Linked DNA regions of Mus musculus: regions 1, 3 and 4 are each linked to region 2. The links are chromatin contacts, called in public ChIA-PET, Micro-C and promoter capture Hi-C maps. All regions are on one chromosome and are shown on one strand. The core of a region is the stretch at or near the end of the contact, and the rest is flanking DNA. Distances in the headings are between cores, read along the strand shown.

Region 1 (2,978 bases), core at 476-2,975, 220 kb after region 2:
TTCTCCCGAGCCCACTCTGTTGGTTAAGCACCTATAATCCCAGCACTTGGGAGGGAGAGGCAGGAAGACAGAATGACGTTTGATGCCAGCCTAGGTTTACACACAGTGTGTTCTAGTCCAGTCAGCGATACAGAGCAAATCATGTCTCAAAACAAAAACAAAAAAATTAAAAGCTCTTGTAATTACACTAATGGCCAAACCTTGGGACCATGGATCAGTCTGTCTCTTAAGTAAATCTTTGTTGTTGTTTTGTTTGTTTGTTTGTTTGTTTTAAAGAATGTAGAATTTACTCTAGAATACAGTAAAAAGTATTAGGCACTTGCTTTTGGATTCATAGTATATATATCCTTGTTGACATCTGAAGTTTGAATTCCTGAACTCACACATACAAAGTATATTCACTGTTCAAAAGAAAATTTCAATCTTTTTTAAACCTGCAAAATTAAGCCTTAGGTAACCCTGTGATACACAAGGCTGAATCTCAAACTTGCCCCCAAAAGACTTTATTTCAGATGAGAACCAAGCCCTCTGCCAATCCTGGGAGTGAACATACACAGCCTTTACCTACTTTCTTAAGATAAGGATACAGGAGAACCACCCACTTAAGAGAATGATGATGGGTGGCTAGATGGTGTTCTGTCAACTGTGAAGAAGAAAACCTCCCTCTTCTCCCCACTGCCCCCTTTAGAACAAGTTCACTGCAGCTTAAAGAGGAACAGAAGTCTCAACAGGATTAGGATTCTAACACAGCCAAGAAAACAAGCGAGTGGGGAACTGTGAATTTGGGGTACTTTGCAAGTCACCTGGTCACATCTCTAACTTTAGGCCCAATGCCTACTTCGGGTGCACTGACCCTTATATATTTTTTTTCTCTCTTGAAGTTGCAGCCGGGAACTATGTCTCAAAACTCAAGTCTTCTATTTAAAAGTCCTGCCCTCATTGGGCTTCCACCTTTCAAATGCGCTCACCTCTACTTTTTTCTTTGCTCAAGAAAAGTACGCTCTCGGTAGAAAGGGCTGTGACAGCTCCACGTCTGCAAAAGTCGGTGGCGCCGGCCTGGGCCGGGACCACCATGAGTGGGGACAATGGAGGGAGGAGGGAAGTACAAGACAGAAGGGGAAGCAGTCACTGGGGAAGGTCCTCTGCGAGTGGGAGCTTGGAAAAGTCTCGGGGGGAGCCTGCCAGGTGGCAGGTGGGCCCGGCCGCCGCCCCTCAAAGGGCCACGTCGCGCGGGCGGGCCGCTGCCACCGGGCCCCGCGCGTAGGCCGGGCCGCGGGAGAGGAACCCCCGGGCGCGGCAGCGGGGCGCGGGGCTGGACCCTGCCCACGTCCGCCGCGGCTCGGCTCTCTCCCAACTTGGGGCTCGCGGGCCTACAGGCTCCGGACGCCTAGGCCAAGCACTAGCAGTTCGGCTCGACCTGCTGACCCACCCGCCACTCGGCTCGGGCCACCAGCCGGCTCTCCGGGCGCCCCCCACGGACACCGGCTGCGGGAAGAGCAGCCCCGGCTCTAGGTCCAGACTCGAGCGCCACACTCCTCTACCCTTCGCATTCCCCATGCCTTTTCATCCAAACTCCCTCCAAGCCACAGAAATGACCCCAGTCTGCCTGCGCGTGTTTACCGGGACTCGGGGCGGCGACGACTCCTCAGTCCCTCCGCTAAGATGGCAGCCGGTCCCGAGCCCCGACTACAGCGACTAGAGCTACTTCACACCTAGTGCGCAGGCGCGGCCTCCTCGGCGCAGTCCGGACTACAGGCCCCAGCAGGCCTTGCGCGCCAGCCTCCTAAATCATTTTTCCTCACCTCCAGGTGAAGTGGACACTAAGCCTTGCTCTCTACATCTCCAAGGCTTTTTTCTTTTCTTCCTTCCTTTCTCCTTTCCTTTCTCCCTTCTTTCCTTTCTTCTTTCGTTCCTTCCTTTTGACCCCTTCTTCCCCGCCAGGACCTCTAAAGACTGTTACCAAATGCTAGCGTGTCTCAGAATCACTTGAACAGCTTTTAAAAACAGACTGCTGAGCTCCACCGCCAGTTTCTGACTCAGTAGATCTGGGATGGAATAGGGGTTGCTTTATAATCTGCATTTTTATCAAGTTCTCTCCTGATACTCCTAACAGCAGGAATCACAATTTATGAAGCACTGTGCCGGTTCTATCCTTCTGGAGTTACACTGTTTGGGTTCAAATTCTCCTTTCTCCACCTTTTGACAGGAAGTTCTTAGGAGGGTGACAGCTTGACAGCGCCAAGGCGGCATGAGTTATAAAAACTGAAAAGCATACTTCTAAACGTTTACAACAAAACTATGTGAAAGATGCCATTGGTTACCTTTTCAGATGCTTAAATTAAACTTCTTAACCCAGGCAAAACACATCTAATCCTACCGAATTAATAGGCTGTGCAGTGGTAATAATAGAGGCACGTGATAATTAGCAAACTTTGCTATTATTGTTTATCCTGTTTCCTCGTAAGGAAACTATCTAGAAAGTCACTTAAACTTTTCGAAATACCTTTGAAACTACCATATTATGAATTATGTGCTGAGTTTATTAAACAAAAAAGATTCTGAGTTGGGAGGATGGTTCAGTGGGTAAAGGCTCTTGCCATGCAAGCACAAGGATGTTTGAAACCCCAGCATTCATATAAAAGCTGGCACCAACGGACCCCTAACAGTGGTGGGCAGACATAGGAGCTCCCTAGTCAACGCCCTAGACCACACAGCAAGCTTCAGGTTCCATTAGAAGACAGAGACAAATGGATCTCTGTGGGTTCAAGGCTAGCCATGTCCAAATATCTTGAGAGTTCTAGACCAACCGAGGTTACGTGGTGAAACCCTGGGTTTGGGTTTTTGGGATTTTGTTTTTGTTTTTTAGTTTTGGTTTGGTGTGTTTAAGTATTTAAAAGTTCTTCTGCACTTCCAGCCAATGTTTGCCACATTAGGGATTAAGCTGTAAGAGTTGGCTCAAGATGTAACTCACTAGTAGA
Region 2 (3,087 bases), core at 562-3,061:
CAACAACACACACTTGAAATCACATAGAGATTGCTAGGTCAGCCAGGGAGTACATGACAAGACCCCATCTCAAAACACAGAAATACAAACAAAAAAGGCCAGGTGTGGTGGCACAAGCCGGCCATCTCAATGCTGAGAAGGCAGAGAGAGATAGGAGGATCAGGCTTTCAAAGACATCTTCAGATACACAATGAATTCAAGGCTTGTCTGAGCTATAATAAAGTCCCAGTGTCTAAAAACCAAAATAACTCAAAATGAAAATAAAACTTTCCAATGACACATAGTTTGGATAATCCCCAAATTGTTAACTACAGTCACTTGCCCCTGCCTGCCTCTCATGTGTGTCTCCTTCCGCAAGAGATGTTCTTCTCCTCCTTGGCCCACACTCAGTTTTTCGCTGATCCTCTTATCCTTTTGGTTGTGAGCCTAGCCTTTGAGGGCTGAGCCTTCTCTCCGGCTGTCTTTCCTGATTCTCATTTATATTTGTTGTTTCCTGACTCCGAGGCTGTCCCCTCTGCTTGGAAACCATGAGAAGGCATCCTGCCGTTCTCATCTAAAATGTCACCCTGTTCTGTCACCAGCATTCCTCCCTTCCCCATGGATATTCTCAATTATGCATTTTATTTTATTTTATTTTATTTTTCTAAAAATATAGTTTTTCCTTTTTAACTGGGGTACAGTATGATAACCCAATACAGTATACAAGTAATCATAGGGTAACTGACATATGACTTCAAACATTACTGTGCTAGGAAAAATCAAAAACCTCTACTCCCTATTTTGAAGTATTCAATACTTTTTGTTAACCATGGTCATACAATCGATGCACTGTTCCATTTTCTTCATGGATATAAAAATTTCTTGCATAATTAATTATTATAGCTAATTTTAAAGCACCCATGTAGCACTTTTCATACATAACGACTGTTGGCGCTTATCAACGGGCTCTGTTGGCGCTTATCAACGGGCTCTCCAAACCCCTGACTTGTTATGTTTGCTTATCTCTGAGCTGTACACACTCCCACCTGGAGGGATTTCAAGCTACCAACCTGAACTGAGAAAAGCAAAACTGCATCCTACACAGAATTTGCTGCAGTACATGTCCTGGTTATTATTCTCAACTTCACACAATCTAAGGTCATTTTGGAAGAGGAAACCTCAGTTGAAAAATTGCCTTCCATCAGATTGGTCTGTGAGAAATTGTCTTGATTTTGAAAAATTGATTGATGTGAGAGGGCCCAGTTCATTGTCGGAGGAGGAAGCATCCCTGGGCAGGTGTGCTGGTGTTGTGCATGAAAGCTGTTTGAGCATGAGCAGAAGAGAAAGTCTATAAAAGCAGGGTTCTTCCGCGGTTTTAGCCTCAAGCTCCTGCCTTGAGTTCCTGCTCTGACTCCCTCGGTTAAATAACTTGCTGAAGGTCGCAAAGCTAATAATTAACCACTCCAAAGTGTTTCCTCGCCACACAATATAGTGCCTTGAGGATGGTTGGCGCTCAGTAAATACGAGTGTCGCACTTTTTAAAAATATAAAGGTAAACATTTTAACATTAAAATATTCACACGAGTGAAATTATTTCTTTAAATTTTGCTCACGATCTCAGTAAAATAGGTACAATATTTCTTCACTTCTCTTGCTTGATCAGAGGCGTAGTCCAAACCTTTGCAAAAAGTTTGACACATCCCACTTTCCGTCGACTCGCCGCAGGGCTTTCTGGGAATGGTAGTCCTAAAGTCTGTGTGCTCCAGCAACAGCCACGGCACTCGTTCCACGGAGGTACTACAGTGTGGCGCGCAAGTCTTGAGGCTCTTCCGCATTGCCTGCGCGCCCGCCTCAGTTATCATGGCGGCTCCCTTGGCCCTGGTGCTTGTGGTGGCCGTGACCGTGAGGGCGGCCTTGTTTCGCTCCAGTTTGGCCGAGTTCATTTCCGAGAGGGTGGAGGTGGTGTCCCCACTGAGCTCTTGGAAGAGAGGTGAGGCCACTGACTAGAGTAGGGCGGTCGGCGCTCTGCCAGCCTGTGAATTGAATTGGAGGTGGAGGAGGTGGACACAAGCGCACGGTTCTGTGGAGACTGACCCGCGTCTGGGGGTTCTTTTCGAGCTGAGGGCGGAGCTTTGGTGTGGAGGATGGGGTGTGGAGGAGATGTGGAGTGTGAGCCCCACTACCCTAGGGATGGGTATCCGAGGGGGCGTGTCCCAGTATCCCGAGTCAGGCGGCGGGATCCGCGGAAGGATGGATATCCGAGGGTGATGTGTGCATTGGGACTTGTGAAGTGTTAGCTTTTGACAGTGAGATTGCTGGGGGTGTTCCACCGAGTAGCAGATAGCCGAGCCGGTGACCAGGACCAAGGTAACCAGTGCCTTTGTAAGAAAGGCAGCTGTGTACTTCAGTCACCTATGCCCAATCTAGGATTCCTCGTGAAGTTTTTCTTAGTTTGCTTTTTAAATATATGTATGTATGTGTGTGTGTGTGTGTGTGTGTGTGTGTATTAAACCCTATTGCATACTATCGCCTCCAAGAAGACAGAGATTGAGCTGAAGGAGCCACAGGACAGTAGAGGAGACGAACAAGTTTCTATAGTCACTTCCTTAGTGTCTGACCCTGAGTAAACTGCCTTCCCTTTTCCGGAATGAATGAATGAAGGACCAGGTTTGGGAAAAGATTAGAAAAAAGAGGACTTTAAGGTTGCAAAGGATCAAGAAATACCCGAGGTTGTGAAATATTCAGAGCAGAAAAAGATGTGGGTTAGGTTGGGGCTACAGTTTGATTTATTTATTTATTTATTTATTTATTTATTGTCATTATTACTTGTGTGTGTATGGGCGGGGGTTGTGTGTGCTTGTGGTGTGTGTTCAGAAGCCAAAGGAGGATGTCTGGTGTCTTTCTGTATTACTCTACCCTTTATTTCCTAAGATGGGGTCTACTTGAACTTGAAGCTATTTCAATTGGGCTGTATGCCCCCACCCCCGGGGGTTTCTGCCGGTCTCCACTCCTACAATCCTCCCAATGCTGGAGTTACAGGCATCTCAGGCAATGGTTATTTTGGGTCTTTTGACAGGGGTGCTGGGAATTTAGATTCAGATCTTCATG
Region 3 (2,961 bases), core at 145-2,644, 200 kb before region 2:
AGCACAGTGTTCTGTGAGTAACAAATATCTAGAAAATTTGAGTTTCTTTTGGGTAATTAGGAAAGCAGGTTCAATTAGGTACAAACAAATCATATAAAATGGAAGCTATATTAGTGAATAAATAATTTCTAATCAAAAGAATTCTGTGCCAGCAGAATTCTAGATTGAGTTAGAAAGCTTAGATTCCTGCCTTTGTTACTAATGTGATTTTGGAAAAGGGAAATGAGATTGAGATCTGACAGGTACTAGCCACAAAGACAGCAGCAGCTAACATTTAAGAACACTAACTATGCAGTTCCAGACTAACCCTTTTGTATGGATTATCTAATTTAATAAAATGTAGGAGATAAAAGTACTATTTTTTAAAGACTTAAATTACATTCAAAGACAATAGGTAACAGCTTATCTGAAGTCACAGAAAATCAGGGTCTGAATACAGGCAGGCTGACTCCAGAGCCTACATGATTAGTCTTTAAGGTACAAAGACTCTTTTTTCTAAAAATGGACATCAAGGGAAGGATTAAGACTAAGTTCTCCTGACTCCAAAAATTTATCATCACGAATCTTGGGTGTTTCTCAGCAGAGGACAAACTCTCAACAGTATTAGCAACTACCAGGGAAGATAAGGTTATAAACTCTAAAACAAAGTATCCTTAGCAGATGCTTTCTTCTCCCAAAGATGCCAGATTCTCACCAGATAACCTTCAGCTTCCCCTTCCAGCTCCTCCCCGGACTCATTCAGGATTGCAGGCGCTACACCGAAGAATGGGAAAGACTGAAAGCAAATGAGAGGCGCAATCCAAGAAGGAAAAATGAGGCAACTCTGTCTCAGCTTCACACAGAGCCCCAGAGCCCCAAATTCCTCCCAGCTCTCAGGCCAGAACCCTACTCTAATAGGCTAACACCCCCACATCCTATCCCTGCCAAGCCTAGGACCAGAAGAAGCACTTTACTCACAGCAGAACCAGGTTTCATGGGTGTGGCGCCAGGGAGAGGGGTCAGCATATGGCCACCCTGTGGAAGTCAGAGGTCAGGAATTGAATCTCTTTTCCTACACTGTCCCTAATCCCTAGCCTCCTGAATCCCTTACTCACTGTTTCTGTTTGCCAGAAGGTGTCTACAATGGGGCAGCGCTGGGAACCTACTACCCGGTGGTACCATAGCCAGGCTTCAGGGTTGATGGGTTCACCTACTGTGCCCAGCACCTGCAGGGATGCCCGGCTATGCCTTGAGCAGGAGAGTGGAAGAGAGGAAAATTCTGAGAACCACTAGGAGCCAAAATGCACATGCAGTCAGAGTTCCTTTGCCCCTCCCCTATCCCAGGAAGTTGGGACAATAGAAGAAAACATCACAAAGGACCGTGCTCAGCTCTGAAGGACACCTATGGGACAACAGATGGGGAAGGGTCTTACTTGGTGACAGGATCATCTCCAAACTTCATGAGCATCCGGATGGCTGTTGGTGCCGTGTAGAACTTGGTCACCTTGTATTTGTCCACAATGCTCCACAAGCGCCCTTCATCTGGGTATGTGGGGATCCCCTCAAACTGACCCGAATGAGATCTGGTTATTTTGGGCTCTTCCCAATAGTCTTTCCATTCCCTACCACTCCCTCACGTTCAGGATTCACCCTTTATGACCAACTGTATCTTTACCCTCTGACCACACAAGTCAAGAAACATCGTAGTAGGATACACAACCCCTCAAAATTCCTCTTTCTCCAGGAAGTGGGTTCCTGTATAAGTTTCCCTTCTTTAGACTAAGAAGCTTTGGGAAATGGTCACCCAGGAGAATTTTGTCTATGCCCAGCTCCCATCTCACCAAAACACTAGTGGCACCATTAGCCAGTGGCCCATAGGTGACATAGGAATGACCAGTGATCCAGCCGATGTCTGCTGTGCACCAGAACACATCTTCCGGGTGGAAATCAAACACATACTTGAAAGTTGTAGCCACATAGAGCATATAGCCTCCAATTGTGTGCACCACACCCTGTGGGGAGAATGGGGCCTCAGGCTGGGGTTGTGTGTCCTCCTCTACTGACCAACAAATAGAGCCTGCACAGAGCTGGAAAAAGATCCTTCTTAAAGATTTTAATTTTTCCAATGCCCTTTCACAGCATCTGTCTCGCTTCAATCTCCTTTACCACACCCTGATGTCACATAAGTATACTGAGCACTCACATTCTTAGGTTGTGTATCTGAGTCACCCATTATCACTCGAATTCCCAGTACTCATTCTACTGTTTCTGTTGGTCACTCCAAGCTTCCTTGGAGACTCGCTTCTCACCTTTACATACACACATGCACACACACACACACACACACACTTGCCTTAGGTTTGCCTGTGGAGCCACTGGTGTACAAGATGAAGAGTGGGTCCTCAGCATCACACCACTCAGGCTCACACTCGTCTCCTGCCTGCTGCATGAGTTCATGCCACCATAAGTCAACCCCTTCGTTCCAGCAGATCTGGGGGAAGACAGGAATGGGCAGGGAAGAACTGTGAGGCAGGGACAGCCTACCTGGTACCTGGAGGTTAAGGCCCTACATGTAGGGGTAAAGGAAAGGGAGGGGCCTTCATGGGTACAATGGGGCAGAGAGAACTGATCACTCTGCCATTCTCGCTCTTCCTCTACCCCAGACTCCTGCTTACCTGGCTTACTCTGAAGAATGCCACTTTCTGGCTCCTTCGTGTCTTGCAGCTCTCAGCTCAAATGCTACCTTCTTAGAAGACTCCCCTGAACAGTAGCTGACACCCCCATCCCTCCTGTTGTTATTATTCATCACACCTGGTTTATTCCCTACAACACATATTTTCAGGTATTTTCTTCTTGATTATTATTTTCCCCAACTAGTCAGGGACCTCTAGGAAGGTGGTGGCATAGCTGTATTTCCCCCACAGCCTTAGCACCTAGTAATGTATTCGACACTCAAAAGACATTTTTGTTGGATAAATAACT
Region 4 (3,303 bases), core at 469-2,968, 240 kb before region 2:
CCTTGGTGCTTTTGTTTTTATTATAATTTCATTTTTGTTTGTTTTGGTTTTGAGATAAGATCTAACTAACTCTGGCTGGCCTGGAACTGGTTATGTAAACCAGGCTGGTCTAGAACTCACTGAGATCCTCCTGCCTCTGCCTTCCAAAGGCTGGAATTAAAGGTACAAGCCAGCACTTACTCCCTGCGTACTGTAATTCATTTAGTACCAGAAATAGCTACCTTTACCTCTGGTTAATACAGTGACTTTTGTCTGTCAGTCGGGGCAGCTGCTTCCTACCTGGTCATTATAGAAGCAATAAGAAAAAGGTATCAGACCACAAACATTATTCTGGCAACAGCCAGATCACCTCCCTGCCAACTCTGTCCCATTCATACGAGACATCTGGAGGGCTGTCCTTCCTAGACTGGAGAGAGGCACCTGCTTTATCTAAAGAGTTGGAAGGATTTTGGTCCCTGGGTTAGGCCACTGATTTACAGTCAGTAGAAATTCTCCTTCATAAATCTCTCTTCAATTTGACATTCCCCCTCCCCTTTTTTCCCTTCACAGCGATGGCTTGGAGCCTCACCAACTTACAGCTAACTCTGGATCATGTCTGTCTGTACCTAATATATAGAATGGCGTCTTGTCTCTGCTAAATCTCCAGCCTCAAGGTTTCTTCCTGAGGCCAGCTCTTAACAGCCTGCCCCACACTCTAGAGCCCACCTTTTATTTACACCAAACCAATTAGGAGTTTGCTATCTTAGGCATAATTCCCTAGGGTTTGATCAGATACATTCATTTCAGGAAAATTTTTATCAGAAAGGAACATCTTTTTTTAAAATCAGGTATATATAGTGGCTATTCCTGATTGTCAACTTGACTATATCTGGAATGAACTACAATCCAGAATTGGAAGGTTCACCTGTGATCCTAATCTGGAGACTGGGAGATACAAGTTTCTGACCTGGATCTTGGCATGGAGATCTTGAGGCCTAGTGACTATGAATTCCAGAAGATTAAGACAGGGAGACCTCTGAGTTTAAGGTCATCTGGGACAAAGCAAGTCCCAGATCCAGGCACACACTTTTAATCTGAGCCACACCTTCTGATGGAGACCTACATAAGGACATTGGAAGAAGGAAGATTAGCTCTTCTTTGCCCTGCTTGCCTTGTGGGACTGAGCTAGATCCTTGGACTGACATTCACAGCTGCTGTTGACCATTGTTGGGGAGTTGGACTACAGACTGTAAGTCATCTACAAATTCCCTCACTATATAGAGACTACCCATAAGTTCTGTGACTAGAGAACCCTGACTAATACAAGATAACTCAGATTTTGAATCAACCTCTCACAGTCTAGGGAAAACAAAGTTAAATTACTGTAGGTTGCCAGAGGATGAGGGGTCTGTATAGAGGGAAGAGGATAATGAACTTGCATATTTACAAACAGCCCCATGGGGGCTGAAGACAGGGGTGGCTAAGAGAACTTTTGCTCTGGGTTCCCAGAGGATGCGACGCTCTCTTCTGCCTTTGAGTGTCCCCATCTCACAGCGTGCCACTAGCTCTAACTCTCTGGGAACTAAGCTAACAGGTAGCATCCCGCCGTTGTAGCCACAACCAAGGCTCTCCCTAGAGTACCGACGTATTCCTTAAAGCCCAGGTCACTGCTCATGTAATGCCCCTTCCCGGCCGCCGTCCAGTTCCATAAACACAGGGCTCCTTCCCCACCCCTCCTCTTTAGCCTTGCGGGGCGGTCTGCGCAGGCGCACTGGGTCGTACCGAAGCCCCGCCCCCCGAGCCCGGGTAACGGCGTGCGGAGTTTGAGCTTGGCGAGCAGCTGGACAACGAGCGAGTAAGTCGGGGCTTCGCGACGGCGGCTGGCGAGGGTCAAGTTTCCTTGGGAGGAGAGCGGTGAGGGAGGGGTCTGAGAGCGATTAGAACGCGGCGAGCGGGCAGATGACGCGGTGGCTGGGAACGCGGCGAGCACCGGGAAACTTGTGTCCAGTGAGGGGCTTGTGCTGGGCGTGCTGAACCTAGATTTCCAGATCGCCGGTTCCCAGCTCGGACACTGTTAGCGAGGCTAGAGCCAGAGTTCTAGGGAAAATAAACAAGCCACCATCAAAAACTGGGAGAGATCAGGAACAAACTTTGTCTAGGGATGGGGAGCGGACGGGGCCCATCACGGGGACAAGACAGGACAAGCGACTGTGTTGTAGCCCGAGGCCCTGAGCCCGCACTCGCCTCGCCCAGGGGATTAAAGTCCAACGGGATTTCTGTGTGGGCGTTTTAAAGTTTTTCGTGATTCATTCACCACTTACTTATTTAACCTTCAATGAAGTATCAAGGCAAATGCTATTTTTATGATAGAGGTACGAACCTGGACAGAGAAATCCGGCGATGGCTTCCAAAACAGAATCAAGAGTTGGGGGTACAGAGGCTGGGGATGTAGCTCAGTGGGAGAACCTTTAAGCCACGAGGAAAGCAGGAAAGCGAGGAAAGCAGGAAAGCGTCATCATCCAAGATCTGAAAGTAAGAGAGAGAGGCTGGTGTGTTTTAGTCACTTAAGATGCCTTTACTACTCTGAAAGTGCCCAGGAAGAGGAGTGGGTTGGCAGTAGAGGCAGACATGAGGGAATTCAAAGCGCTGCATTTAGTCAGCAGAATCCACAGGACTGGAAGAAATGGGCTGTAAGAGAAAAGTGCACGTGAGGCTGGGATGTCAGGGTGAGACTCATTAGAGGAGGACCGCCCCAGGGAGCAGGAGGAGTGTTCTAGATTGAAAACCAGGAAAGAACTTGCTGTGTAAATACAAACTTGAGTGTCACCAGCCAAACAAGTCACAGAACAGTTAAATCTGTAGAAAGGAAAACAAGGGGCCCAGTTAGCATTGTCTAGTTATTACTAGTATAGTGTTTTTGTTCATGAATATGCATGGACACCCAAACACTGGTGTGTGTGTGTGTGTGTGTGTATGTATGTGTGTGTGTGAGATGCAGATGTGCTGTCAGTGTTTGTATGTGAGGGTGCCCTGAGCATCAGGTGTCTTCCCTGATCAGTGCACTTCCTCTCTGCACCTCTGGGATTATAGCCTGCTCACTATCTGCCCAGGATTTATGTGCATAATTGGGGGTCTGAGCTCTTTACCTGCTAGCCCCCTCCTTCGCCCTCTACCTTATTTTTTTTGTTTTTAAAGACAGGGCCTTACTGAACCTGGAGCTCACTCGCATTCACTAACCAGCAAGCTGCAAATGTCCAGCTGTCATGATCTCCCCAGCACTGCAAGTTCAAAGCTAGCCTAGCCTGAGCGCCAGGCCAGCCAGGG

What was found. Promoter capture Hi-C pulls out the DNA fragments that hold promoters and counts their contacts. A called contact is a pair of places that touch in the nucleus more often than the background predicts. ChIA-PET counts read pairs in DNA pulled down with a chosen protein or histone mark.
Region 1: an RNA polymerase II ChIA-PET map of effector CD8 T cells shows a contact between it and region 2, with 16 read pairs. The contact joins the promoter of Itch here to the promoter of Pigu in region 2. A contact is called at or near these places in 2 of 39 promoter capture datasets (hippocampal neurons and macrophages), 1 of 484 Hi-C or Micro-C datasets (CD4 T cells), 5 of 115 datasets of contacts at active chromatin or transcription factors (effector CD8 T cells, embryonic stem cells, memory CD8 T cells and 2 more) and 3 of 9 other capture datasets (adipose tissue, liver and macrophages).
Region 3: a contact with region 2 is called in a promoter capture Hi-C map of hippocampal neurons, with 2.5 times the contacts expected there. The contact joins the promoter of Acss2os here to the promoter of Pigu in region 2. A contact is called at or near these places in 2 of 39 promoter capture datasets (hematopoietic stem and progenitor cells and hippocampal neurons), 2 of 115 datasets of contacts at active chromatin or transcription factors (memory CD8 T cells and pancreatic cancer cells) and 1 of 9 other capture datasets (pancreatic islet).
Region 4: a Micro-C map of muscle stem cells shows a contact between it and region 2, with 4 times the contacts expected there. The contact joins the promoter of Gss here to the promoter of Pigu in region 2. A contact is called at or near these places in 1 of 39 promoter capture datasets (neural stem cells), 1 of 484 Hi-C or Micro-C datasets (muscle stem cells), 5 of 115 datasets of contacts at active chromatin or transcription factors (embryonic stem cells, memory CD8 T cells, microglia and 1 more) and 1 of 9 other capture datasets (adipose tissue).

Annotation. Positions count from the first base shown.
Region 1 is chr2:155,132,228-155,135,205 of GRCm38.p6, reverse strand. Itch (itchy, E3 ubiquitin protein ligase) reads right to left here and starts at 1,725. Exons shown (of 25, transcript NM_008395.3): 1 at 1,621-1,725.
Region 2 is chr2:155,356,148-155,359,234 of GRCm38.p6, reverse strand. Pigu (phosphatidylinositol glycan anchor biosynthesis, class U) reads left to right here and starts at 1,811. Exons shown (of 12, transcript NM_001004721.1): 1 at 1,811-1,969. The coding sequence starts at 1,840. Mir695 (microRNA 695) reads right to left here and starts at 2,418; the gene lies at 2,310-2,418.
Region 3 is chr2:155,555,363-155,558,323 of GRCm38.p6, reverse strand. It overlaps Acss2os (acyl-CoA synthetase short-chain family member 2, opposite strand), which reads left to right and starts at 1,394. Exons shown (of 4, transcript NR_040613.1): 1 at 1,394-1,525; 2 at 2,704-2,821. Acss2 (acyl-CoA synthetase short-chain family member 2) reads right to left here. Exons shown (of 18, transcript NM_019811.3): 8 at 2,333-2,470; 9 at 1,821-1,991; 10 at 1,413-1,546; 11 at 1,095-1,227; 12 at 958-1,014; 13 at 695-775.
Region 4 is chr2:155,591,225-155,594,527 of GRCm38.p6, reverse strand. It overlaps Gss (glutathione synthetase), which reads left to right and starts at 1,718. Exons shown (of 13, transcript NM_008180.2): 1 at 1,718-1,834. It overlaps Gssos2 (a long non-coding RNA gene), which reads right to left. Exons shown (of 5, transcript XR_001783522.2): 4 at 2,360-2,505; 5 at 2-2,076.